2 separate regions of the Sus scrofa genome follow, and region 1 is linked to region 2. The links are chromatin contacts, called in public Hi-C maps. All regions are on one chromosome and are shown on one strand. The core of a region is the stretch at or near the end of the contact, and the rest is flanking DNA. Distances in the headings are between cores, read along the strand shown.

Region 1 (5,833 bases), core at 576-3,075, 640 kb before region 2:
TGGGATTATAAATATAGATGTTTATATATATATATATATATAATCAGTTGCCTTTTTAAATATGATCTTGTCAACCGCTCATTCGAATGTACTCTTCAAAGACAATAAGTGAGGCAGGCTTCAAGCCCAGGAGAAGGTATTCTAAGGAAAATGTCACTTGAGTCTGTTTTGTCAGCATCACAGGAAGACAGGAGGGACCATGGTACACATGGGGGAAGAACACGTCAACATCACGCTACCTACATCATTTGCTATTCCCTGTTGCTTACTCTCCCTAACCTTCAACAACTAAAACAGCCGGTTTATTCATCAAAGGGATTGTGACTTTCTTGACCCAGAATCCCAGACATCCTCTCAAAATGTTGGGGAGCAGACCCAGTCATTCTTCCTCTCTCACGTCAATGAAGCAGTTCTGGCACCAGGACACACCCGGTGGCCCTTGGCTGTCCCTTGTCCTCCTTATAATCAGGCACCAAACCTAAGTGGTCCCCACCATCCAGCCACCAGCATCCTCTAGAAGCCTACCAGCCCATCATTTTTTAAAGATGGAAAAAACCTCCTGGAGGTACCTCTGTTTCCTCTCTGCAAGCTGATTATTTTAGGTGAAAAATAGAATACACACACACACAATAAAAGCCAAAGGCTTGCTCATATTCTCCGACTCTAAAGGGGAATTCCAATGGCACGGAGAACGCCCTGTCCCTTCCTCCCACCTTCTCCACCCAGCAGAGGAGGCGGAACCAGCCTTGGGGAGGAAATCGTTTTCCTGTTCCACTGTCTGTAAGCACATTTTTCCAGATCAGTCCTGACTTTTCAATTTCAGAAAGCCTCCACGTCCAAATGAGGCCCCAAGTTGGACCAGCCTCTCGACGTACTTCCTACTTCTCGTTGGTGAAATGTTTATCAGCCTGAAGGGAAATGGCAAAGGTACAGGGCAGCAGAGAGACCTGATACAGAGAGATTGGCTCCTGGCAGCTTGGAGGTGGGGGTAGGGGCGAGCACAGTTATTTTCCATGTGCTCTTATCAGCAGGAAATCTAACTACCTTTAATGCAGCAGGAGATATGGGCCAGTCTCTTGAATCCAACTTTGGGGAGCCCTTCAGATAACTGTCACTCACCTCCCAGACTCATTAATCAGTAACAAGCTGATGCACCCCAGTGAGGAGAACATGAAGAGGGGGCCCGCAAAGACATGTTGAGTAAATCACACTTGCGAGCTGGCACCACACTAGAGAAACTCCAGGCCAAATGGAAGCTAATGTGCCAAGTTAAATCCCAGCACTGTGACTGTGTGTGTCTGTATATGAGAGAGAGAGAAAGAGAGAGGGAGAATGGAGGGCTCAGGAAATAACACACACGGCTCTGAGATCAAAAACTTGAAACATTAACCCTCAAGTCTCTCCCATGCATTCCCATCTCCAGTGAGAATATATTACCTTGTCTCCTGTCTGGGGGAAATAGAGTGAAAAGGTTGGGGAGACACAAAAAAAGATAAAGCTATAGGGCTCTGGGCTCCTGACTTCCTTAGAGACCAAGGTAGATTGTGAAAGACTTAATTTTCCCCCTTTAACTTTTATGAAGCCCGACTCAGCTGTAATGTTTCTCAAATGCCAGCCAGTTTCCAGCCAGGATTTTCCAAGTGCATCTAATTGCCCACTTTATCACCAGCCCTATCAGGTAAATGGTGTTCCACGTCCGCTGGGCCTGGTGAAGGTTGACACTGGGACTTGTCAGGCAATGGATCACAGAGCCAGAGAGGGGGCCCCTTGCACCACATTCCTGCATGAGGGTGACAGTAAATTATGACATCTGCCAGGAAGATCGGAACACGGCTGTGCTACCGGATGCACCTAAGCGGCACAACCAGGAAGGCTTTTAGGATGTGATTGGAGATGTGTCTGAGAGCTCTTAAAGGGACAAAGAGCCTCTTTCCCCAGCCACAGTGGGACAGAGCAGAACACAGAACATTGGGTTTTTTCTTTGATGATGGATAAAGACCTATTTTTATGTTTGGGTCAATAATAATGCTACTTGGCAATTAAATCCGTAGTTTAATTTGTGCTCCTAATCACCCTCTTAGGAGCCTCAAAGCTGCTCAAAGGAACGGCTGTTATCATGCCCAGACTTTGTAAAGGAACTAAGATGGAGCCTGGCTAGGGGATTTGGCATGGCCTTAAACCTGGGTCTCCAGACCCCTCAAAACATGCATTCTTCACTTTACCAAGCTCTTCTCCATCTTCTTCTCCAAAAGTGTCTTGTTCATTGTAGCTTTGGGACTATGGGTTGTCATTTTGTAAACGCATGGCTTTTCATCTAAATCTCTACAGAACGGACACTGAAACTTTGTATCAAAAAAAAAAAAAAAAAAAAGGCAATACAAAATGAAACACCAAAACCCAAAGGGAAGAAGAATCCTCTTGCTAATCCAACTTGATTTGTTTTTAAAGGAAATGATGGGGAAAATAAATAAATAAAATAAGAAAGAGGAAAAAATGCTCAACATCGCTGATTATAAGAGAAATGCAAATCAAAACTACCATGAGATACCACCTCACACCAGTCAGAATGGCCATCATTAATAAATCCACAAATAACAAGTGCTGGAGGGGCTGTGGAGAAAAGGGAACCCTCCTGCACTGCTGGTGGGAATGTAAACTGGTACAGCCACTATGGAGAACAGTTTGGAGATACCTTAGAAATCTATACATAGAACTTCCATATGACCCTGCAATACCACTCTTGGGCATCTATCCAGACAAAGCTCTACTTAAAAGAGACACATGCACCCGCATGTTCATTGCAGCACTATTCACAATAGCCAGGACATGGAAACAATCCAAATGTCCATCGACAGATGATTGGATTCGGAAGAGGTGGTATATATACACAATGGAATACTACTCAGCCATAAAAAAGGATGACATAATGCCATTTGCAGCAACATGGATGGAACTAGAGAATCTCATACTGAGTGAAATGAGCCAGAAAGACAAAGACAAAGACAAATACCATATGATATCACTTATAACTGGAATCTAATATCCAGCACAAATGAACATCTCCTCAGAAAAGAAAATCATGGACTTGGAGAAGAGACTTGTGGTTGCCTGATGGGAGGGGGAGGGGGAGGGGGTGGGAGGGATCGGGAGCTTGGGCTTATCAGACACAACCTAGAATAGATTTATAAGGAGATCCTGCTGAATAGCATTGAGAACTATGTCTAGATACTCATGTCGCAACAGAAGAAAGGGTGGGGGAAAAAACTGTAACTGCAATGTATACATACATCTAAGGATGACCTGACCCCCTTGCTGTACAGTGGGAAAATAATAAAAAAAAAATATAAGAAAGAGTACGTAAGTGTCTGGCAGCCTGAATTTGATAGCATAATTGATCATTTATTGAAGATTTCAATGGAACAAGTTGGAATTTCAAACTCCACACAAGACGGGAAGGGTAAAGGTGTAACTTGAAATATGTGGGGACTTCGGAGGTTCTTTGAGTTCGACGATAGCCTAAGATTCAAACAGACAGCAAAGCCAAGAATCTAAACTTGAGATCATATGCAACATAGTTTATGGGATATTTATTTATTTATGAGGTATGGGAATTTTTCACAAGGGAAATACTCAGCCTTTAAGTTTATAAAGAGAAAAGGAGGCAGTTTTGTGGGTGTAGATGCCATGACTGCTGACCTAAAATGATGATAGTACAACTTGTCCATTAAATGCCCCACCTTCAAGAAGGTCTCCCAAGCAGCCCCACTTGTAAATGAGAGACAGGCTTTGGATTTGTCAATGCTACACAGAAAATTGATGGTGTAAAGAGATCAAGATTTGATTTGATGCCTGGCAAGATGACTTATTTCTCAATGATCCTCAGCAAGTCATTTAACTTCTCTATGCTTAATTTTCTCATCTTAAAGTGTGAACACGACCATTTTGTGGGGTTGCATCAGGGTTAAATGAGAACCTGGATATAAGAGCATTTTGCTGTTTTTTCATCTGAAAACAACCTAGAATTTATTGGAAGTTGTGCCAGGCCCTTAGGGATTGAAAAAGAAAATGGCAGTATTCATTTTATCCTGTATTTAGCTGCTATTTATTGGGTACTTAGTATATGCAAGGGGCTCTGCTAACAACACTGATATCTTCTAAAAAGAATAACGCATGGTCACGACCATTGGAAGGTTAAGTTGGTCAAGGTCAAAGTTACCATATAGGTATGAATATGTCTATTCCTTTTTACCAAAATTTATTGAATAGCCACTGCCTTTCAGAAATTTATAGAATGGCTGGTGTGTGTGTATGTCCATGTCTGTGTGTGTGTGAATGTGTGCACATACACACCAGCAAAGTAATTATATTACATTATGCAATTATGACAAAATGACTTTACAAGGCTACTTAATGATAGCATTTTCTGGAAGAAGGATTTCAGAAGTTTTAATATATGCACTTAGTTCTATGCCTGGAACGATTTATACATAAATGCCAAATATTTTATAATAACAGTTCAATATATGATGGCTTGGATAATGTTTTTCCTCACTGTAGTTTTTGGCAATATTGGAGGTAAGTAAATAGATGGGTACACTTTACTTAAGTGACCAGGAAATGGAAAGGCTGACAAGTCATTGTAAGCAATCATGACTGGTAGAATGAGGTTGGTTCACCACAATTAGAAGCAATAAGAATTCTAGAAAAATATATGAATGGATGTGGCATCTTCCAGCCTTCTTTGCGTCACAGGCAATATTTCAAAACACTAATAAAATACCACCTATGCTCAAATGCCTGGTGGATAAATTGAAAGAAAGAGGGTTTTTTGGTTTGTTTGTTTTTCAAGATTTGGTGCTTTCCTTGCCATTCCCTTTTAAGTTGCAGTCCTTAGGCAAATGACGGAAACCTCTTTTCTCTCTTCAATCATTATTAGAGTTATTATCATTGCGTCTGGGGTAGATGCAGAAACTACATGGTCAATATTGACAATTTGTGTAGATCCAGTAGAAGATTAGTATAAGTGTGTTTAAGAAGCAATACATTTTATTTTCTATTCTAGACATTCATTTGTTTGAAATTCAATTAAAGAATTGCCTACCCGGGTTGGGGGTGATGGGTAAATTAGGCGTTTGGGGTTAGCAAATACAAACCGCTAGGTATAAAATGAATAAACACTGTATAGCACACAAGGAATTCTATTCAATATCTTGTAATAACCTATAATAGAAAAGAATTTGAAGAAGAATGTATATAAGTATATACATATAATTGAATCACTTTGCACTACATCTGAAATTAACACAACATTGTAAATCAACTATACTTCAGTTTAAAAAAAAAAATTCCTTGCCCAGGTTCTTAGTTAAAATATTATCATGGACCTTATTTTCATGCTAAAGCCCAGGCTATTCTGAAAGATCTTGTGAATCATGTCATTTCAGAGCCTGGAATTTCACAGAAAACACAACTGCTGCGTGCTTCATTACAGTTGTTAATGCATTGCAAGAAACACAGTAACATGACCAGAATGGACTCTTGAGTTTTTCAAGTGGTTTGAAAATCATTGTCCTTTGATTCTTTTATGAGGGTTCCATAATTTCTTAGGGTTTTCCAGCAGCTTTTTGATCCCTGGCCCTGCCAGCCTCTCTTCCCAGACAGAAACGGGGACCCTTGATGGTGGTTGTGGTAAATTAATAAGGAAAAAAAATAAACAGAAGGCCCTTTTCCCATGTGCTTTTTTTTTTTTTTTAAACTTTGCAAATCTGTTCACTGTACACTTAATTTGGAGCTTGCAATGCAGGAACCCTGTCTGGCTCTTCTAATTCATCAT
Region 2 (6,130 bases), core at 700-3,199:
GTTTTTAAATGCATGGAAACACAGTGCATAGGATTCGAAAGGAAAACCAATTATGCTGAAGTATGGGTATCCATATTTTTAAAAAAAATCTGTCACATAGTAATGAATGGACTTGTTCAATAAAGCACTGGCTCTCTTCAGATAGTGGTGAATCTAAAAACTACGATAAATCCAAAGTAGTGATAAGCATAAATTACATTTTCAGATATCTATCACACTATATGAAAAGAGTTGTGATTTCTAATGGTAACAAATATTGCTAATTTATTGTGTTCTGCATTTTTCATTCATAATAAAAACAAAATTTAGGAGTTTCTATTGTGGCCTAGGGGGTTAAGAACCTGACTAGTATGTGTGAGGATGCCCGTTCGATCCCTTGCCTAGCTCTGCAGGTTAAGGATCCAGCATTGCCCTAAGCTCTGGTGTAGTTTGCAGATACGGCTTGGATCTGGCTTTGCTGTGGCTGTGGTATAGACCAGTGGCTACAGATACGGCTTGGATCTGGCTTTGCTGTGGCTGTGGTATAGACCAGTGGCTACAGATACAGCTTGGATCTGGCTTTGCTGTGGCTGTGGTATAGACCAGTGGCTACAGCTCCGATTTGATCCCTAGCATAGGAACTTTCATATGCCGCCAGTGTGGCCCTAATTTTTTTTTTTTCTTTTTAGGGCCACACCTGCAGCATATGGAGGTTCCCAGGCTAGGGGTCAAATCGGAGCTACAGCTGCCAGCCCATGACACAGCCACAGCAACACCAGATCCGAGCTGCACCTGTGAACTACATCACAGCTCATGGGCAACACCGGATCCTTAACCCACTGAGTGAGGCCAGGGATGGAACCCACAACCCCATGGTTCTTAGTCAGATTACTTTCTGCTGTGCCACAATGTGAACTCCCCTAATTTTTTAAAAGTTAAAAAAATAATTAGAACTTGATCAAAATAAAGATGTAACTTTTTTCCCATGCAAGTTCACCAACCCTCTGAATTCTATCATAAGCCTGTTGAGATTGCAGGTATCCTGGAACAAAAGCCCCTCTAAAGAGGGGAGACATGCCTCACACATGTTCTGCTGGGTTTCCCCCCTTCATCATCAGCAATGATAATATTTTTAAATTAAAAAAAAATTGATGTTTGAACAACTTGAACTGGAACTACGTAATAGTAACTTTCTAAAAAAAATTGAATAGTAAGGTCCAATTTGACATTTTTTCATTGCTTGTAATTTTGATCCCAAAGTAGTCTGGTTGGTTCCAAGCAGACTTATTAAAATTTTTTGTTGTTGTTTTTGTTTTTTTTTTAATAAATCACTGAATCTTACTCTGGTGCTCAGACTTTCCTGGGCTTCCTGCCAGACTCCCCGAGCCCCTTCCCCCATGCCGGGGCTCTCCCTCTGCAGCCAGCCTTCTGAGTTCTCCAGCAAGAGTTCTCTCCAACTCCCACACTAATCAGAGGTATTTTGCCTGTCTAAAGTTCCCTGCCTCAAAGCTTTGCTTCTTTTCTCCCATGAGTAAACAGAAGTGGGAAAAAAAAAAAAGAAAGAAAGAAAGAAAACCACCTCTGACTGCTGCCAGCAGCATGCCCCGCCTCCCACTCCCCCTTAATTAGGCTATTTCTCTCCCAGAGCAACTCTCCAGCTCTTCCAAGCAAAGCAGCACAGCAGAGTGAGCATCACTGGGTTCTCAGGCCTGAGCTGCTCCTTTCACACAGGCCAGGTTACCTCTCTCACAGCCCAGGGGCTACTAGAGACAGCTCTGCATCCCATGCCCTGGGCTGGGGCCCATCCCAGCTTCCTCCCCTGGCTACACCCAGAGGTTTCGGTCAAAAACCTGGGAGTCACCCCAACTCCTCCCTCCCCCCCTCCCCCCCCCGCACCACCATCGGTCACCACGCCTGGTCGATTTCACTTCTTCAAGAGCAAAGCACACGCCTCCTCTCTGGTTCCCTAGCTCACGTCATCTCCCACTTGGAACATCAGAGCCACTTCTCTGAGCCCTAGATGAGTTCTTCAGGCCTCCATGAGAGCCACGTCTGCCACACAGATGGAATGCCCAGACCTCAAGCCCCTGACAAGGCCCTCCTCTGCTTCCAGCACCCTCCCCCACATGCTCTTTGCCCTGTGCTTTCAAAGCACCTGGATGCTTCTGTGCTCAGAAGGCTCCCACGGATCCTCGAACCCTAGTGGAGGCGTGGCCATTTCTGTGGAGCTTTTCTGAACAGTCTGTCACTCCCTCCTCCAGGTCAGCACAGATGATTCTGTGGTCATTCCTGCACTGAGCGGCTGCTCCATAGGGGCGTTCCCTGTTATACTGTCAGCTCCTGGGTACAGGGTCTACACCGGTCCCCCTGTACCCTTGGAATCAGAGCAGAGCTGGCTCACAGTAAATGCCCATTGGTGAAGGGAAGGAAGGCAGGAACGAACAAGTGGCAGGACACCTAGGCCTTGTCTGCAAACTGGGGGCTCCAAGCCTGCTCTGGGGACAAGGTCATTCTGAGTGAGCCCAGGACACTGATGTGTCACAGAACTACTGTCTCCCTCCTTATTCTGGAGTGGCGACAACTATGTCATCACCAGTGACAACCACTCATTTTCCATATTTTGGAAAAAGCAAATTCAAGGATCCTAGGATTACCTCACCCCAAGCTCACTGCCAACTGAGCAAGTTGGTGATTTTTTCCTATCTCTTTCCAAAGAATTCCAAAGCCGAAACTTAACTATTACCAAGTCTTCAGCAGTGGGATATCTTGTCTAATTTTTTTTTTTTTTTTTTTTTTTTTGTCTTTTTAGGGCCACACCTGTGGCACATGGAAGTTCCCAGGCTAGGGGCTTGAAATGGAGATGCAGCTGCTGGCCTATGCCACAGCCACAGCAATACAGGATCTGAGCCTCATCTGCTACCTACACCGAAGCTTGAGGCAATGCTGGCTCCTTAACCCACTGAGCGAGGCCAGGGATCAAACTTGCATCCTCAGGGACACTATGTCAGGTTCTTAACCTGCTGAGTCACAATGGGAACTCTGTGTCTTGTTCTAATTTTACATGAAGTATAAAATGGAGGTGAAAATGCTAACACTTCTCATCCATGTAGATATCTCAGGTAGGTTCAGAGCTTCCTCACATTCATTCATTCATTCATGTATTCATTCATGTATTCATTCATTCATGTATTCATTCGTGTATTCATTCATTCATGTATTCATTCATTCGTGTATTCATTCATTCATGTATTCATTCATTCGTGTACGTATTCATTCCCTGCTGAGTTTCACGTGTACCCTGGGCCAGACCCTGAAAGAGGGAGGTCAGCACAGCTGGAGGCTGTGCATCGTGCATGCCCAGGACCAGATGTAGCTGAAGGACAACTCTGCCTGAGGGAGGCCAGGGAGGAGGGCATGAGGTCTCACCTGCATCCCCAGGAAGCAAGGGTAGCTAGTGATGGAGAAAGAAAAACGCACCCACACAGGGAAAGAGGCCCAAATAGCAGGGAGTGCTCTGGTAAGGCAGAAACAGGCCTGGTCAGCAGATGAGGCAGCAGGCAGGGGGACTCAGAGCAGAGAGGAGCCCGGGTCAGGCGGAGGGAGACTGGGGGTGGAAGTGACCAGGGCCAGGTGTACAGGTTTAAAGCAACCACAAGAGCCCAAACAAGAGGCAGCAGAAGGTGGTCCTGAGGTAAGAAGGAAAAGGCAGATTCGAGGGATACTCAGAAGACAGTCAAGAGGATATGGTTGGGTGCGGGGGCGTGGGGGGCAAGGGGGGCAAGGATGAACAGTTTCTTTTCTTTTTTTCTTTTAAGGGCCACACCTGAGGCATACAGAATTTCCCAGGCTAGGGGTCAACCTATACCACAGCCACAGCAACGCCAGATCCGAGCCGCACCTGTGACCTACACTGTAGCTCACGGCAATGCCAGATCCTTAACCCACTGAGTGAGGCCAGGGATCGAACCCGCATCCTCAGGGATTCTAGTCGGGTTTGTTACCACTGAGCCACAATGGGAACTCCAAGGATGGACAGTTTCAATTGTGCCCCCGGGGCTGCCTGCAGGCAGCTTCTCCATATGGGTCTGTTGAAATTGTCACTGGCATTATACAGGCACCTGGAATTAAGGATTTAAGGTAGCTTATAGTAACAGGGCAAAGATTTTCAAGGGGGGAACAAGTAGGAAAAACAAAGCGTAAAAACAAAATGAGGCCAGCGATAAGGTCTGATAGGTCTGGACAAAAGCCCCACTGCGGGCCTGAGTCTCTGCAACATTCTACTCTCAGTTTGCTAGTTACAAACAGAACAAGCAAGAAGCCCAATCTGTGCTGAGGAGAATTCAGTCAATCCCAGCACCACACCTAGAAAAACATTTCTCCTGAAGATCTTCATGAAAAGACACAGCAATTATCTTCTTGGTGCATCAACTTTACCGAAAGGCTTTAACAAAATGTTAAATATTTTCATATCAAAACAAACTGCTTATATGGTAGAGCATGAAATTTAAAAGTCACATGCTTGTTCAAGAGGGAGCATGTTTAAAATATATACACCCAGGGAGTTCCTGCTGTGGCTCAGTGGTAATGAACCCAACTAGTATCCATGAGGACACGGGTTCGACCCCTGGGTTAAGGATCCAGCATTGCCTTGAGCTGTGGTGTATGTCACAGATGCTGTTTGGATCCCACGTGGTTGTGGTTGTGACTGTGGCTTTGGCGTAGGCCAGCGGCTACAGCTCTGATTTGACCTCTAGCCTGGGAACTTTCATATGCCTCGGCAGGTGTGGCCCTAAAAAGACATAAAATCAAATTAAAATTAAATAACATTAAAACTAAATTAGAATTAAATAAAAATAAAATAATTACTTTCATTCACCGTATTCAGTGTAATCCTTACCACTAAGCCTTGAGGGGCATGACTACCGCTCACATTTTATAGGTCGGGAAGTGGAAGAGGTGGAGTCAGAAAAGGTAAAGGCTAGTCCAAAATCGCATAGGCGTTAAGCGACAGACCCAGCATCAAGTCCAGATCTGTTAGACTCCAGAGACCACGTGCGTGCGCTCCTTTGAAGAAATATCCCCTCCGTGGAAGGCCACTTGGGACTCATTTCCTGACTCCACGTGGGGCACATTAAATGTGCTTGGCCTGGAACCCCCTCCACTCTACTTGGGAACTGGCCTCCTCTTCCTCTAAGGCCAGTGATGGCAGCCACGTTGGCACCAGGAAGCCCCACCCACCAGTGCCTGGTGATGGAACCAAGGATTCTGAACGGGGTCACGCAGCTCCCCTCTCTGAGCTGAAGGGAGGCCCAGAGTGCTGGGACCCTGATGCTGCCACCTGAGAACCTGGGGTAGTAGGTAGGTACCCTGGGAACAAGAGCGAAGTGCGCAGCCCAAAGTCTAGCTGCAGAGAGACCGGGGCAAAAGAAGAGCATGTGGCAGAGGAGAAAGGTGGTATAAGTGGCAGGGCAGGAAAAGAGGCCTCCTGACATGAATAGCCACCCCTCAGAGAGTTCAAGCTGGAGAAAAGATTTTGTCGATTTAACCCCCTTGGCCTGTTGCTCATTAAAATACATGCCCAAGATATCTAAGTTTGGGGTTGACATTCCAGAAAAGAAGCCAGCATATCTTTAGGAGGGCACATACCATAAACCTGCAGACAGGTCAGGGGATGGGAGAATAGACTGTGCAAGTGGAATACGCTATACCCTTAACTGACTGCAAAAAAAGCATGAACAAGCTGGCAATCACCATAGTTAAGATTCGCTGAGCACCTGCTGTGTGCTGGAGCCTGTGTCAAGTCCTCTTGGTACCTTATTGCATTTAATTCTTATGACGACCTGGAGAGGCACAAACTATTACAACTCGGTGTTCTGGAAACCCTGAAAAATGTAAGCACTCTTTCTCTTTTTAAAGCTCCATGGTGGTGATCATGGCTGGGTTTGGTCTGGTATGGTATCTTGCCAACCTGGCCAGGTACAAGGACTATGATTAAATTAGTCACAGAATTAGACTCAGCCTGAATTCAAGGGCACAGCACACAGAGCACGCCTGGAGAAAGCCCTCTGCTGACAAATCCAAGGCTGATCTCTTCTGATGGCACCCCAGTTTAGAAGGGGTGTCTCACCTCCTCTCTCTTTGTAATATGATA

The links. Hi-C and Micro-C count contacts between places; a contact is called where the count stands out from the background.
Region 1: a Hi-C map of retroperitoneal adipose tissue shows a contact between it and region 2, with 2.7 times the contacts expected there. The contact joins two enhancer-like sites. A contact is called at or near these places in 2 of 47 Hi-C or Micro-C datasets (mesenteric adipose tissue and retroperitoneal adipose tissue).

What each region holds. Positions count from the first base shown.
Region 1 is chr17:20,134,268-20,140,100 of Sscrofa11.1, reverse strand. All of the region lies in intron 7 of LOC106506610 (a long non-coding RNA gene), which reads right to left. All of the region lies in intron 2 of LOC110257380 (a long non-coding RNA gene), which reads left to right. Among named protein-coding and RNA genes, the nearest start is that of TRNAC-ACA, 27 kb to the left of the region's middle. Within about 2 kb of position 1,825, at least 10 of the 83 cell types and tissues checked have an H3K27ac peak or open chromatin away from gene starts, as enhancers often do. A contact at or near this core is called in retroperitoneal adipose tissue, where this site is marked.
Region 2 is chr17:19,489,625-19,495,754 of Sscrofa11.1, reverse strand. All of the region lies in intron 2 of SLX4IP (protein SLX4IP), which reads right to left. Among named protein-coding and RNA genes, the nearest start is that of SLX4IP, 130 kb to the right of the region's middle. Within about 2 kb of position 1,949, at least 27 of the 83 cell types and tissues checked have an H3K27ac peak or open chromatin away from gene starts, as enhancers often do. A contact at or near this core is called in retroperitoneal adipose tissue, where this site is marked.